Regions from separate parts of the Mus musculus genome. Here region 1 is linked to region 2. The links are chromatin contacts, called in public HiChIP or PLAC-seq maps. All regions are on one chromosome and are shown on one strand. Each heading gives the region's core, a stretch centred on a gene start, on an enhancer-like site or on the middle of the called end of the contact. The rest is flanking DNA. Distances are from core to core; before and after follow the strand shown. Region 1 holds the start of Tnfaip8l1 (tumor necrosis factor, alpha-induced protein 8-like 1). Region 2 holds the start of Vav1 (vav 1 oncogene).

Region 1 (7,139 bases), core at 1,541-4,040, 1.1 Mb after region 2:
CTTTGGATTTACCATGATCCTCCTGGCCCAGCCTCTTAGGTGTGTCCCACCACGCCCAACATCCACTCATGGTTTTAACAAAAGGGAAATATGAAGGTTATCAGTGTGCACATTCAGCCCCAGGATGTATTGGCTTCTTCCATTTCCAACGGTCTGAAGCCTCCATCCTGGTTCCTCTCACCCTATCCAGGATTCCTGAAATGCCAGAAGCCCCTGTGAGCACTGAGTTCGCTCCCCTCTCTGCCCTCATCCCTCCATGGTCCCATCTCCCTCTGCTGCAGCCACAGTGCCTCCTCCATTCACCTCTTGAACACCAGGCTCAGTCCTGCCCCAGGACCTTTACACATGCTGAGCCCGGCACTTACAATAGTCTTCCTCAGGTTGCTATGTGGCTGTTTTACCCTGGAACTCTCAGATCTCTCCACGAACACTCAGTTCCCCGGTTCCTTCCTCTTCTTACAGTTACTATTATAGTTCAGGACAGAGTCCAGCATTACCAACTGTGAGGCAGGAGGATGGTGGGCACTGGGCCAGCTTCAGTCACTGCTGTGTGCTGGCGACATTAGCTACCACACTTCAGTTATCTCAGTGTTCAGGGACAGTTTATCAAATGACTAAGTAACTTCTCATGGTTATGACAAAAGGAGAAACTGAGTCAGGGGCCTGGGAGCTGACAGATATGCACAGAATAACACCAGGCTAGAACTGGGACTTGAATCCAGCCCTTACCTGGAAGCTCATTGCATTACAACCTTTCCCTGGGGTCCACCCTAAAATTTGGGAGCCTAATGATCTAGTCTGGGAATCTTCCAGAGCTATGCACACGGTCAACCCTACCACGGTTCTTTCTTTGGTCAGGACTACAGAAGACCCCACCTGCACAGCACCCTCTGGAGTGGTTACCTCCGCTGGTTTCCACATGGGGAAACACAGGGTTGGGGCTCAGAAAAACCATGCAGGGGAGACACTGGGGTTCTTGGAGGAGTGAGCTCACTGGGCCCCCGGATCAAGTCTCACTCTCTTTAAGCCTCCACTAAGCCCTGGATGGCACCTGAGTCAGTGGGTGGCACGCCTTCCTGTGGCCATGATTATTTGGCCTGTATGCTGAGTCCCCTCATACGGAATCAGATTTTTGTGAGGTGAGTCCTAGCTTGCCTAGGGCTGAGAGAGTAAACTGAGGGACAAGTCTCTATGTCTCTTCATACCCTCAGGATCCACCACTCACCCATTACGGAACTAGCAGCCCTGGCCCAAGTCTGGCTCACCATGTGTGGGAAGGCCCAGGGCAGGTGTTCTGTGATGACTCTCTTTGTTCTGTTACATTGTACAGTCCCCATGGCCCCGCCCTCATCCCTCCCAGTCACCCACATCCTAGGTGCGGCCCAGATCATGAACTTATTATGTTTTAAAGTTGTCGCTGCCTGTGTTGATCTGCCAGGGTTGTAGAGGGCTCAGCACGCACAAAGGTCTCAAGTGCAAGGACATTCCATGTGGAGAAGAGGCGGCCACTTTGAGGTCCCAGGACAGAAAAACAGGAAGTTTGGCACTCAAAGCCTACATTCCTGTTCTCTCTCTCTCTCTCTCTCTCTCTCTCTCTCTCTCTCTCTCTCTCTCTCTCTCTTTCTCTGTTGGCTGTTGTTTGTTACAGGATCTCTATACATAGTTATGGCTAGCCTGGAACTCACTTTGTAGACCTGGCCTCAAACTTACAGGCATCCACCTGCCTCTATTCTAAGCACTGGGTAAATGGGTAAATGTCCTGGTATATGTTGTGTTTGGGCCGGAACCCAAGGCCTCTTGCTTACTAGGTGAGCACTCTACGCACTGGGCTACACCCTAGGGTCCCTTTTGTTTTAGAGACAGCCTCGGTGTGTAGCCCACCCTGGCTCAGCCTCTCTTTTGTCTGTTTAAGCACCCCCAAGAAGCCTCAGGGAGTCACGAAACAACTGTCCCAAGTCAGACAGGGAAACTGAGGCTTATAATTAAGTTACTTGTTCAAGTGAGTCAGGTTTGTCTGAGCTGTGTCCTAACCCCAAGGCAAGGTGTTCAGAGGCGTCACAGCCTGGAGCTCGGGAAGTGACCCAGAGGCCTGTTTCCAGTTTAGTGTTCCACCCTGTCCCTCTCCAGCCCCGCTGCTCACAAAGGTGACAAACCAGAATATGGTTCTGGAGACAGTGTCTCCATCTCTCTGGCCATCCGCAGCCCATATTCTGGACCCCAGTTTATCCTCCAAACCAACACTGAAAGAGCCAGGAGGCTGCAGACCTGGATCAGGTCACCTGCCAATTATGTGACAGCCACTGTCCCAGTTCCCAGATGGTAAAACTGAGTTCAAGCCCTCGGGCAATGGGAAGCTTGAAGTGCCAGTCCCAGTCAGGGTAACCCTGCACCAGCCAGAGCCACAGTGGGGTCCAGCTGGCTACCTCAGAGAATACCTAGACCATTCTGGAGTCAGGCTGCACACTTGTACAGAGCCAAGTCCATCAAGTGTCCTCTTGAGGACATGTGTTAGGACTATTACAGTAGCCCACAGCAACCTGCTCACAACACCCATGCTCCCACAGTCAGTAATAGGTATACAGAGGAAACTGAGGCGGGATATACAGAGGACGGTGTGGGGATAGGAGGGGACGGAAAGAACCCAGGATAGCCAATGCAGGACCCCATCGCTCACCTGCTCCTCGGGATGTGTCAAGCCTTCAGTTTTCTGTAGGTGCCTCTGTGGGGCCAGAGGCATTGGCCGCTGGATCTGAGCCCGGCCGCTGGCTAGGAGGCCACGCCCCCGAGAAAGGGCTCGCCCCCTCTAAACGCTCACTGGCTCAGCAAATGGTAGCGCACAGGCAGTGTACGAAGGAGCCAATGGCAGCAAGCCTCTGCCAGGAGGTGGGAGGCATGACGCGGGCGTGGGCGAGGGCGTGGTCTGCGGCCGGGAGATTCCTCCGGAATAGCGCCGGCGCTGGGTGCCCAGCGCAAGGGATGCCGTGGCGGGAAAGTGTTGGAAGGAAGAGGAAGGAGACTGAGACAGAGAAAAATGGGGTATACGTGCACCGCGCGACAGAGATCTGAGAGGCCAAAGCGAAGAGAGGCGCCTCCGCGAGACACCTGCATCCCTCTGAGCGGGTCTCAGTTTACCCACTAGGTAGTTAGAGTGTCACCTGGGACTCCCATGACAAATGCACCCCAACATTTGCCTTGCAACAATTTTGGGGTTCCTGAGTACTGCGGAGACTCTCTTTCAGTTGGTGTCTCTGGAGTAAGGGGGGAGGCACTGTGATGACCTCCCTGACAGAGGCCAGACAGGGCCAGCTACCTCCCAGGGGGCAGCTGTGAGACCTGGAAAATCAGTCTGGGAGTGATTCCCACACTCCCACCACCCCCAACCCATCCCCAACACCCCCACCTTACTCCAAACTCCACCCCAACTCAACCACGGGTCTGCACTTCCTGTGCCTGGATGGCCCTGTCACAGCAAGGACACTTGGAAAAGCCTCATCTGCCATCTTCCCTCTTCAGAAAGCCCCCTCAGGTGTTTGCTGACTGCATTCTAACCTTCCTTGCATGAGCCTTAACACACAAAACTAAATCCAGGCTTTTGAGAGATAGAAATTGAGACCCAGAGAAACCTTAAGTGACTTGCCTAGAGCAGCACAGACCCAAGTGGCTTTCCTGATTTCAGATTGTCTGTGCTCTGGGCCAGGAACTTACAAGTTCAGTAGCCATCCCAGCTCTGCCGGGTGCTGAACATGGCCTCTATCTGCTCTGTACCAGGAGCTCACCCTTGTGACAGCCACACAGGACCCTAGACAGAGCTCAGTATCAAAGACAGAGACCACAGCTCTAGGTTTTTCATACCCCAGTATGAGCCAGGGCAATTAGTGTGTTTTTGAGGTGTGTGGGGGGAAGCAGGTGTCACTGAAGCAGGTTTGGGGGCTTCTGATTTTTGAGCACTTAGAGTCTGAGGAACCCACAGATATCATAGGTGTGATAAAGTGGGGATCAAACCCAGCTGTGTGGGTTCAGGGCTAGAGCCTACCCCTCCCACTTGCCTAGAGTCCCGTGGTGAGAGGCTGGGTCGTGGACAGGGTGGAGCCTCTGCCTAGAATTCCCCAGTGAAGCCTTGAGTGGGCTCTTGTGAGGATGTGGACTGTCTTCCCTGGCTCTGCCAGTGTCTCCCTCACCAGGTCCTCACAGAGTCTAGCAGAGGTGCTCTGGTGCGCTTGATCCTCTAGATCAAGTGGGCAAGGGGGCATGGGCGGAGGTAGAATTATTTCCTAGCATGCAGGAAGCCCTAAGCCCCTACCCAGCTTAGAAGCAGTAGTAAATAATAATAATAATAAACAACTTACAAATTGTCTGTAAGGATGAGGGGACACACACCGGACCATATAGAAAACAATTGGAAATTTCCGGAAAACCTCCATGACCCCAGGGCATTCCCCACCTAGGTACACTCGAGTAGAAAGATAGATTCTGACATGAGTTTATGGCAATTTTAATTGAATTATTCACCGTAGCCAAACGATGGAAGCAGGCTACGTGTCCATCACTGGAGAGAGGAGATGAGGCATGCTGCCTAGAGAGGGGGGAATATTACTCTGCCTGGAAGAGAGAGGCCATTCAGACACCAGGTCCCCATGATATCTGGTGATGTGAGCCACACACAGATGCATCCCGTACAGTCCCACTCCCAGGAGTTCTCTGCATTGATCAGAGCCACAGAAACAGGAAATAGGGTGGTGGGTACCTGGGGCTGGGGAGAGGACAGAGCTAGTGTTGGATGGGAACAAAGCTTCAGACCGCAGAGATCAATAAAGGTTAGGGGGTTAGGAGGGATCGTCTTAGAATGAGAAAACAGAGATTAAAAGATTAGCTCATGTGATGGTTTATATATGCTTGGCCCAGGAGTGGCACTATTAGGAAGTTTGGTCTTGTTGTAGGAAGTGTGTCCCTTTGGGAGTGGGCTTTGAAACCCTCCTCCTAGCCACATGGGAGCCAGTCTTCTCCAGTCTGCCCTTGGATCAAGATGTAGAACTCTCAGCTCTGCCTACACCATGCCTGCCTGGATGCTGCCATGCTTCCCACCTTGATGATAATGGACTGAACCTCTGAGTTCAGTCTGAGTAAGCCAGCCCCAATTAAATATTGTCCTTTATGAAAAGTTGCCTTGGTCATGGTGTCTCTTCTCAGCAATGGAGACCCTAACGAAGACAACTCAGAAAGGAGCTTCACAAGGGCTGAGAGTTGCACCTCAGGAAATCTCAGTGTCCTGAGAGGTCTTTCCTGGGATCTGGTTAGCATTGCAGATTCCGGCCGTGCCCAGCAGGAGGCGCGCTCTGCACGCCTCCCAGAGAATAAGCCCTCGATCCTGGCTCCAGACGTGAGGGATCACAGGTCCATGTCACTCCAGACTCACCACCACCAGCTCTCCAGCACCCTGACAGTCTGCATTGCACCTCTCTCTGATGTATGACCCCGATCAAGCAACCCCTTTCCCTGGGCCTCTCATAGGGTCTGAATGGTGATACCACAAAGTGTGGACAAGGTTGGGACCCTTGTGAGGTAGGGCTGCCAGGGTCCCCCCACGTTGGGACACCACATTGGGGTGCAGGCCCTGGTTCTCAGAGCTCCTTCTCTCTATCAGCCTGTGTGGCTCTGTGAGTGACACCCACACACCACGATCAATCTGTCCCCAGGCACTGGGGGAGAGACTTCAAGGGGAGGAAGCAGAGAGGGAGAGCATTGCTGGACAACTCCCTGCCCACCCCCACCCCCGCAATGTGGGCCCGGCCGGGGAATCCCCAGGAATGTATATGAGGGTTCTGTTCCCTCCTTAGGGTCAGAGGCTGGGTGTGGGGTCTGGGGCTGAGGCTGTCTGCCCAGCTTGCTGCACCACCAGCCAGCAGAAGCCACCATCAGTCGCCAGTCCCCAGGCTACGTGGGAGGATAAAATGAAAGCCGAAAGCCACAGTGGATGTGCATGGCTGGGAATGCGGTCCAGGTTTCTGTCTCTGAGGATGATGATTCACCACCACCTTGGACTGGGCAAGATCAAGGGCCAAGAGTCCTGCGACCTTAGGAACACCGTTGGGGTGGGCTCAGTGGGTGGAGTGCCCCACCGCCATGGTCAGGCATGGGGGCCCATCCCTAGGCAACAAATATCTGTCATCAGGCTCTGGGGAGGTGTAGGCAGGAGGATCAAGAGTTCAATGTCTCCAGTATACAATGAAGTGGAGGCTAGCCTGGGCTACGTGAAATCCAATCCTATCTCAAAAATTAAGATAAAGCAAAACTTAAAGGATGTAGGCAAAGTTGTCAGCTCTGTGTCTGTCTAATTCCTTCCTTCCTTCCTTCCTTCCTTCCTTCCTTCCTTCCTCCCTCCCTCCCTCCCTCCCTCCCTCCCTCCCTCCCTTCCTTCCTTCCTCCCTACCTTCCTTCCTTTTTCCCATCCTTCCTTCTTTTTGGACAGGGTCTTTGTAGCCCAGGCTGGCCTAATCTTGCTATGTAACTGAGGATGACCTTGAACTCCTGCTTCAACTCTCCAATGCTGAGATGGGAAGCATGTGCCATCTCACCCAGTATACCCCCTTTCATTCTGTGTATCCCAGTATGGCTTCAAAGTCATCATCCCCCTGTCTCAGCTTCTGAAATCAGACTGTGAGGGCACAGCTGACATTACCCCTCTCCTGTGTCCCTGTTGGCCTAAGCAGGGTTTAGCATACAGTAGGCACTCACTAAATGTTCATCAACCAGTCAAATAAAGTTTGACTGTCCCGAATGAGCCCACACAGAAGGACGGTGTGTCATAGCAGGCTGGAATGAATTCAAACTCAGAACCAGAGACCACACCATGCCACTCTCCCCAGGACATGCCTGCGCCCTCTCTTCCTTGTCACTATCACTGTGTCCTCAGAGGTCCTGGGGTGTCAGTGGCTCCCTTGGGGGAGCTCAGGGGGCCTGGTGACCCTGGAGGGCTGCATATAGAGGCCCGGGTGCCAAGGTCATTCTGAGATCTCAGAAGGTACAAAGAAAGGAACCCACATGTCCTGCAGTCCTCACCCCCAGCAGCTGCCCTCACAGGTGATATCTCCTGGGCTGCACCTAGGCTGCTGCTGGTCTCATCTTCCCAGCTCACTGAGGTG
Region 2 (6,733 bases), core at 4,024-6,523:
TCAGAGATGAGATCCTGTTCACTGTGAGATATACACCAGCATCCTTGGATCGCACACTGTGGATAGCAATATCTTCCCGGTCTTCCTGGAGACAGCAATGAGCCCAGGCACCGCCAAAGTCCCCCTCAGAGGAGCAATGTGCCTCCCCCTCACTCAGCTGTACCTAGTGTTAAGACTACATGCCACTTCTGGGTCTTAGTGGGCAGGGCACTCACCTAGCACACACAAGGTCCCAGGTTCCGTCCCCAGCAACATGTACACCAGGTGGCACAATTGTGTCATCCTAGCACTCAGTAAGTAAAGTGTCATACAGGATCGTCATCTGAACCAAACTGACGCCATCTTCATGAGCTCAGCTCTGCTCCTTACAAAAGATCACTGCAGCTGGGCCTGTAGACTGTTCCTATTCCCTCAGAGGAGGAAGGTCAGAAAGGGTCATCAGACCCTGACCTGAGCATCCAGCCACTCTCCCCGAGCCACTGTGCACAACTCTGCCCTAACTGCATGTGGCCTCAGGGTCTGGGGAGGTGCTACAGTACACAGCATGGAAAGGCAAGGGCTCCATCTGCACAGCCATACCAAAGCCATCATCTATGACGGGTGCAGACCTTCTAGCTTGGCTATTCTGGGGTCACTCTCCCGCCCATAGCTGCCTGAATTCCTAGTTGCTGTTTGCATGCACACTCTCAGGGAGACTCAATAAATGACAGAAAAATTCAGAAGGAGCATATCCTCCTGGCAAGAGACCCTAGCTAAGGAACAGTGTTGGGGGTTCCATTTCCACAAATCTTTCTATTTCAGTCCCACAGATGGATCATTTAACCAAACACCTAACTATGTGGAAGGTCCTGTTGTGTTCTCAGACATCCAAACACTATCTGATGCCCAGGGATAGCACTGTGTTCTGTCCATACTGTGCTGTGTACTTGTGCTTCCACACTGCTGTCTCCATTTTGTTCTTTCATGTGCATGCAGAGGGCAGATGTGGACGTCGGGTGTCCTGCTCTATCAGTCTCTGTCTGGTTGAGACAGGGTCTCTAACTGAACCTGGAGTTTGGCTGGCAACCAGCAAGCCCACAGCACCGGGTTTGCAAGGAGGAGCCCACAGTCATGCCTGGCCTTTTAATATGTGTGCAGGTCTTTATGGTCGCACAGCAAATGCTATTATCCGAGTCACTAAACCTAAGTCAATCGCTATGTTAGCTTCTACTCTCAGTTCAGACACACCAACCAAGGGCTATACCCATAACACCAGGTGCACACCCTCGTACCCACCTGCATGGTTTCCTACAGCTGGAGGCTTGTCAATGTGTTATACACCAATTCCTGCCTCTCATCCTATGAGCCTCGCATCCTGCCAAACCTTTCCAAAAAATTCATCGCTTTCTCCTCAGACCCTGAGCCTCAGAGTTCCACACAGAGGACTGCACAGTCCCACAGAGGCGGCAAGCACACGTTTGTGATGTCTGAAGCCTCTGTTTCTAACCATGATGTCATCAGCCTTTCTGTGGGTCTTAGACCTCATGGGCACTGGCCAGTCTGAAGATGTTCTACTCAGATCTCCAACACCAGTGCAACCAGCTAGAAAGCCACTGCCCTGAGCACATGGATACCTGCCTGCCACTACCTACCTCAGGACCTTTGCACAGGCAGCACCAACACACACACACACACACACACACACACGTCACTACCCACACAAGGGTAAGCCTTTACCAAGCCCAGGTTTCTGCTCTAGTCTAGTGAGATTTCCTAGACTCCTTACTCAAAAATGCCACAAAGCACTCTTTCTAAGTATAGCTTTCTTCAAAGTATGAGCCACCTCCTAGAAATGTACACCTGTCCTCATTGTCTCGTTGGTACATTTCCCTCCTTTAGAATATCATGTGATAAGACACGAGCATCTGTATCCCACTCCCACAGTTCCCAAAACCAAGGGCAGGGCTTGTCCTGAATAGTCACTGTTTGATGGATGGGTAGGCGGGGTAAAAGAATAAATGAATAGGAGAACAGGTGAATGAATAGATCGGTGCGTGAGTAAGTGGATGGATGAGTGGATAGACAGGTATACAGGTGGATGGATGGATGGATGGACAGATGGATGGATAGGTCAGCCTTGACTATGACACACAAGGGTAAAAGCTCATCCTTAAGTGTAGCTGGTGAATAGGTGGGTGGAGAAATAGGTAGATGTATAAATGGGTGGGTGGGTAGGTGGGTGGATGGATGGATACATGGATGGATGGATGGATGGATGGATGGATGGATGGATGGATGGCATAAAGTGTGTGTGTGTGTGTGTGTGTGTGTGTGTGTGTGTTGTTTTTGGTTTTTTGGTTTTTGGTTTTTTGGTTTTTTTTTGTTTTGGTTTTTTTTTTTTTTTGCACCAGATGTATAAAGTGAGTACAGGACCATTCTGAGATATGATTGATGGGGAGATTTTATTGTTGGTATGAGGAAGAATACAGCCAGAAGCATCTATGAGAGTACATATCATGAGAGAAAATAGCAGACTGAGTATGGCCAGCAGAATGGACCAGGCCACAGTGGGAGGGGGGAGAGCAAGAGAGGAGAGAGGGCCAAGAGTGCAGAGGGCACACAGTCAAAATGGCAGGGTTGTATAGGAAGAAGAAACTGGGGAAGGCTAACCCAGAAGCTGGTGATGTCTAGAAAAGGGAATGGGGTGAGAAGAACAGACTAGCCACAGGCACTGAGTAAATCTGGGCACCAGCATATGGATTGGTATGCTAATAGGCACTACAGTGAGCCATTTGTCCCAAGTTTCTTTTGGACCTGATAACTGGCTGGCTGGCTGGCTGGCTGGCTGAATAGATAGATGGATGGGTGGATGGATGGAGGATGGACAGATAGACTGGTGGGCAGATGGATGAATGGACAAATGAATGAGTGGGTGGGTGGGTAGACATACAGGTGGACAGATAGACAGATGGACAGATGGATGGGTGGATGGACGGACAGACGGACGGATGGACGGATGGATGGATAGATGGATGGGTTGGTAGATGGGCGAGTTGGTAGTATATAAATTATTTCTTCCCTATTTGCTGGACAAAGGAGAGAGATAGGGAAACGAAGGAACTATTCTTTCATTCCGACCTCTACGACTTTATCTCTCCTGTTTCCCAGTCAGTGGCTCCTTTCCTTTTTCTTTCTGCCTTCCCTTGGGGTACCTCCTCTGGCATATTGTAAATAGCCTGCTGATTCTCACCTACATCTCCACCAGATGTAGGATTTCCAAGAAAGTCAGAGAGACCAGAGGCCAGAAGTTACCAAGAAGATAGATGGGGGAAAATGAGGATGAACACTGGCCCAGCCTGAGGCTTCATACAGCTGGACATAGAGAGCCAGAGCAATGAGAAAACTCCTATTGATTCTTCAGAACCCAGCTTAAATACCCCTTCGTACATAAGACCTAATTCTCTCAAGCAGTGAATGTCCTTACATCCCTAGAGAACAAGAGCCTGTGATGCATCTTCTTCTGTCTCACTGAGTTTAAGAACTCTTTGGGGGCCAGAGCCAAGTTCCCAACATTGCTTGACACACACTAAGGCTGCTGTTGGGACACAGCTAGTCCTCTGGGGATTAACACCATGAACACCTGTCCTTCAGAAAAGTCAACCTTAGTTACAATACACAGGGGGGTGGAAGGCCATCCTTGACTCTAACCGTTTTCCCAACAGCTGTGATTGCCACATCATTGGGCACCCTGAGTCCCGCCAGAGCTGGGGCCCAAGAGTCCCATAGCTACTTCCTCAAGCCCTGAAAGCTACTGAAGTTCAAGCAAATGTAGGCAAATCTCTGCTGACCCCTAGCCAGCCAGAGGGACGGTCCATGGGGGACAGTGGGTGCTCTGTTCCCTACTTCCTTCAGAGGACTCACAACAGCTTCAGAGACTGCTGGCTCACTGACAACCCCAGAAATACCCTGGAGACTGCAGCAGGCCATTCTTAAAGTAACTCCCGTCTTCAACTCCATGGGACCCCTCGCATGAAGGGAAGAAACTAGGCTCTGACCCCGTTGCTCATCATTTCTAGGGACAGCCTCCTGGGACTTGGAAAAACAGGCTGTACAGGACTGGCAGACTGAGAGCAAGAGGACAGACAGACAGACAGATGCCCCCTACACCAAGGATGTGTCCTTCAGACCCCATGGCAAGGCCATGTTCCCTTAGATACAACTCATGTCCCTCACACCCCACGGTAAGGCTGTGGATCCCTTTGACTTGAACCTATACCTTTCATTTCTAGGGCTATCAGCCCTCCCCCCGAAACCCAGCATCCCTGGGGAAGCAGAGAAAAGAGTACAAAGCCACCAGTCACCTTTCACCACCACCCCAGCCACATTCAAATAAGGATTTGAATACATTTTCTAGGCTCACCGGGGCATAGTCTGACCATGCCTCCACTTGAAACACGGAGAGTGCACAGATGTCAAACTCAGGGACACCCAGGGCCTTGTTAGGACCCTAGGCCTGGGCCCTGCACTTCAATGGGCCCTTCCCGAAATAGGTAGAGTTGGGATGCCACAGGGTCTCGCATTGCAGCCCCCAACACTCCACGCCACACAGCACAAAGCCCTGGCAGGAAATGGAGGTGAAGGAAGATGTGAGGAGGAGGGGGGCAGAAGAGGTGGAAGAGGAGGAGCCACCGGTGGGGGAGAAACTGAAGGCCTCTCTCTCTTGAATCTGGTTCTCCAACCTCATGCACCCTCTTGGCTAACTACGAGGCAACAAGATACCTCTTAGGACCCCTTTAAATGGATCTCAACAGAGTCAGCTGGGGGCGGGGCGGGATAGGGAGATTTCCCCCTAAATTTGCTGGGACAGCTGCAAGCCAACCAAGAGTGTACAAACCCACCCAGAGCTCCGTTCTGCTCGACACCTCTCCATAGCCAGAGCCGGGCCTACCAGCCTTTATCCAGTCGGGCCCTAGCATCACCCAGCAGACTCACCTGGGACATCTGGGGCCGCAAGTTAACCTCGCGAAGATTAATGGCCTGGGGAAGCAGGTTGTTAAGCAATTGGCACAAGAGGACACCGTCCCGCAGTGCCTGTGCCAGCTCACACACCTGGGCCCCCTCCCAGGTCACACGGTGGCTGGGAGGCAGCACCCGACACTGGATCAGCCAGTGGGTGCACTGTCGCCAGAGCTCCATGGTGGCTGCCGGCCTCTCACTTGGCCCCTCGGGGAGGCCCCGTGCACCCTCGTTCCTTCACCACCGCCGCCGCCTGCCCCAGTGGGGACAACTACAACACCACTTCCTCTTCTGTGACTGTAACTGTCGCCCCGGGGTGGGGGTGGGGAGGAGCTGTGGGGCGGAGGGGGAGCAGCATCTGCAGTTACGCCCTCACAGCTTCCACTCACTGGTGTGACCTCGTCTTTCTCCACCTACACTGAGCAGACCTGGGCACCTGCTGAACTAAGGTGCCACTATCTCATCCAGCCGTAGGCACCTAGGCTGTCACCTCCTGTCTCCTCCTGGTCCCCAGTCTACGGCCCTGATCTCTCACAGCCTTTTGCCCCTGCAGCAGCCAAAAGGGACCACTGAACACTGAGTCAAGTCTCAACCATTCTTCCACCACCCATAACCCTCCTGGTTCAACCTTGCTTTGGGGCCAAAACTCATGTCTTTCCTGCACCCCACAAGGCCCTGTTCACCCTGCCCCAACCCCTGCCAGCCTCTTCTCCTCTCTCTGTTCTTCACTCCCTGACCTCCATCCTGCCCCAGGGCCTTTGCACTTGTGCCCACCACCTGACAGAAGACACTAATTCACTCCATCACTTCTTACATGTTACTTTTTGATTACTGAGTGCTCAGCCATAGATGGGACATCTATACCACCACCAGCCCGAGGCTCAAGGGAGAAGGAACAGAAAGTCGGTAAGAGTCGGGGGCGGGGGATGTGAAATGCTATCTCCAGGGCATACCCATGGCCACTACGCTCATGAACTCCGTGCAGTTATGGTGGCAGCACAAGACAAAGCCAGGAGGGAGCCAACATGCCCACAGGCAGCAGTAATGGATGCAAAGGGTTACAAAAGAGCAAGAAAGTGGGGATAAGGTAAAGAGAGTCCACTCTCATTCGGAGTCAGAGGGGAGTTGAGGGTGGGTAGGACGAAGATAGGTTGTTAACATGTAGGAAACTGCCAACAAATAGAACTATAATAAACATTAGAAAATATATTCTACTTTGAAAGCCATTTCACTTTTATTACATATATATATGTGTGTGTGTGTATATATATACATATGTATGTGTGTATGTGTGAAGGTACATGTGGGGCACAGTACATGTGTGGAGGTCAAAGGTTAACATGGGGGAGTAGGTCCTCTTTTTTTTTTTTTTAAAGATTTATTTATTTATTTATTTATTATATGTAAGTACATTGTAGCTGTCTTCAGACACTTCAGAAGAGGGGGTCAGATCTTGTTACGGATGGTTGTGAGCCACCATGTGGTTGCTGGGATTTGAACTCTGGACCTTCGGAAGAGCAGTCAGGTGCTCTAACCCACTGAGCCATCTCACCAGCCCAAGGGAGTAGGTCCTCTTTCCACCATGCAAGCCCCAACGATTGAGCTCAGATCATTAGGCTTGGTAGCAATCACCTTTGCCCACAGAGCCCTCTCACCCTCACCACCCACTTTTCCTTTTTTCTTTAAAACTTGTATGTGTGTGTGTGAGAAAGAGAGAGAGAGAGAGAGAGAGAGAGAG

What was found. HiChIP or PLAC-seq counts read pairs in DNA pulled down with a chosen protein or histone mark.
Region 1: an H3K27ac HiChIP or PLAC-seq map of thymic regulatory T cells shows a contact between it and region 2, with 5 times the contacts expected there. The contact joins the promoter of Tnfaip8l1 here to the promoter of Vav1 in region 2. A contact is called at or near these places in 1 of 39 promoter capture datasets (liver) and 1 of 115 datasets of contacts at active chromatin or transcription factors (thymic regulatory T cells).

Annotation. Positions count from the first base shown.
Region 1 is chr17:56,158,142-56,165,280 of GRCm38.p6, reverse strand. It overlaps Tnfaip8l1 (tumor necrosis factor, alpha-induced protein 8-like 1), which reads right to left and starts at 2,790. Exons shown (of 2, transcript NM_025566.3): 1 at 2,675-2,790.
Region 2 is chr17:57,277,640-57,284,372 of GRCm38.p6, reverse strand. It overlaps Vav1 (vav 1 oncogene), which reads right to left and starts at 5,273. Exons shown (of 27, transcript NM_011691.4): 1 at 4,972-5,273. The coding sequence starts at 5,175.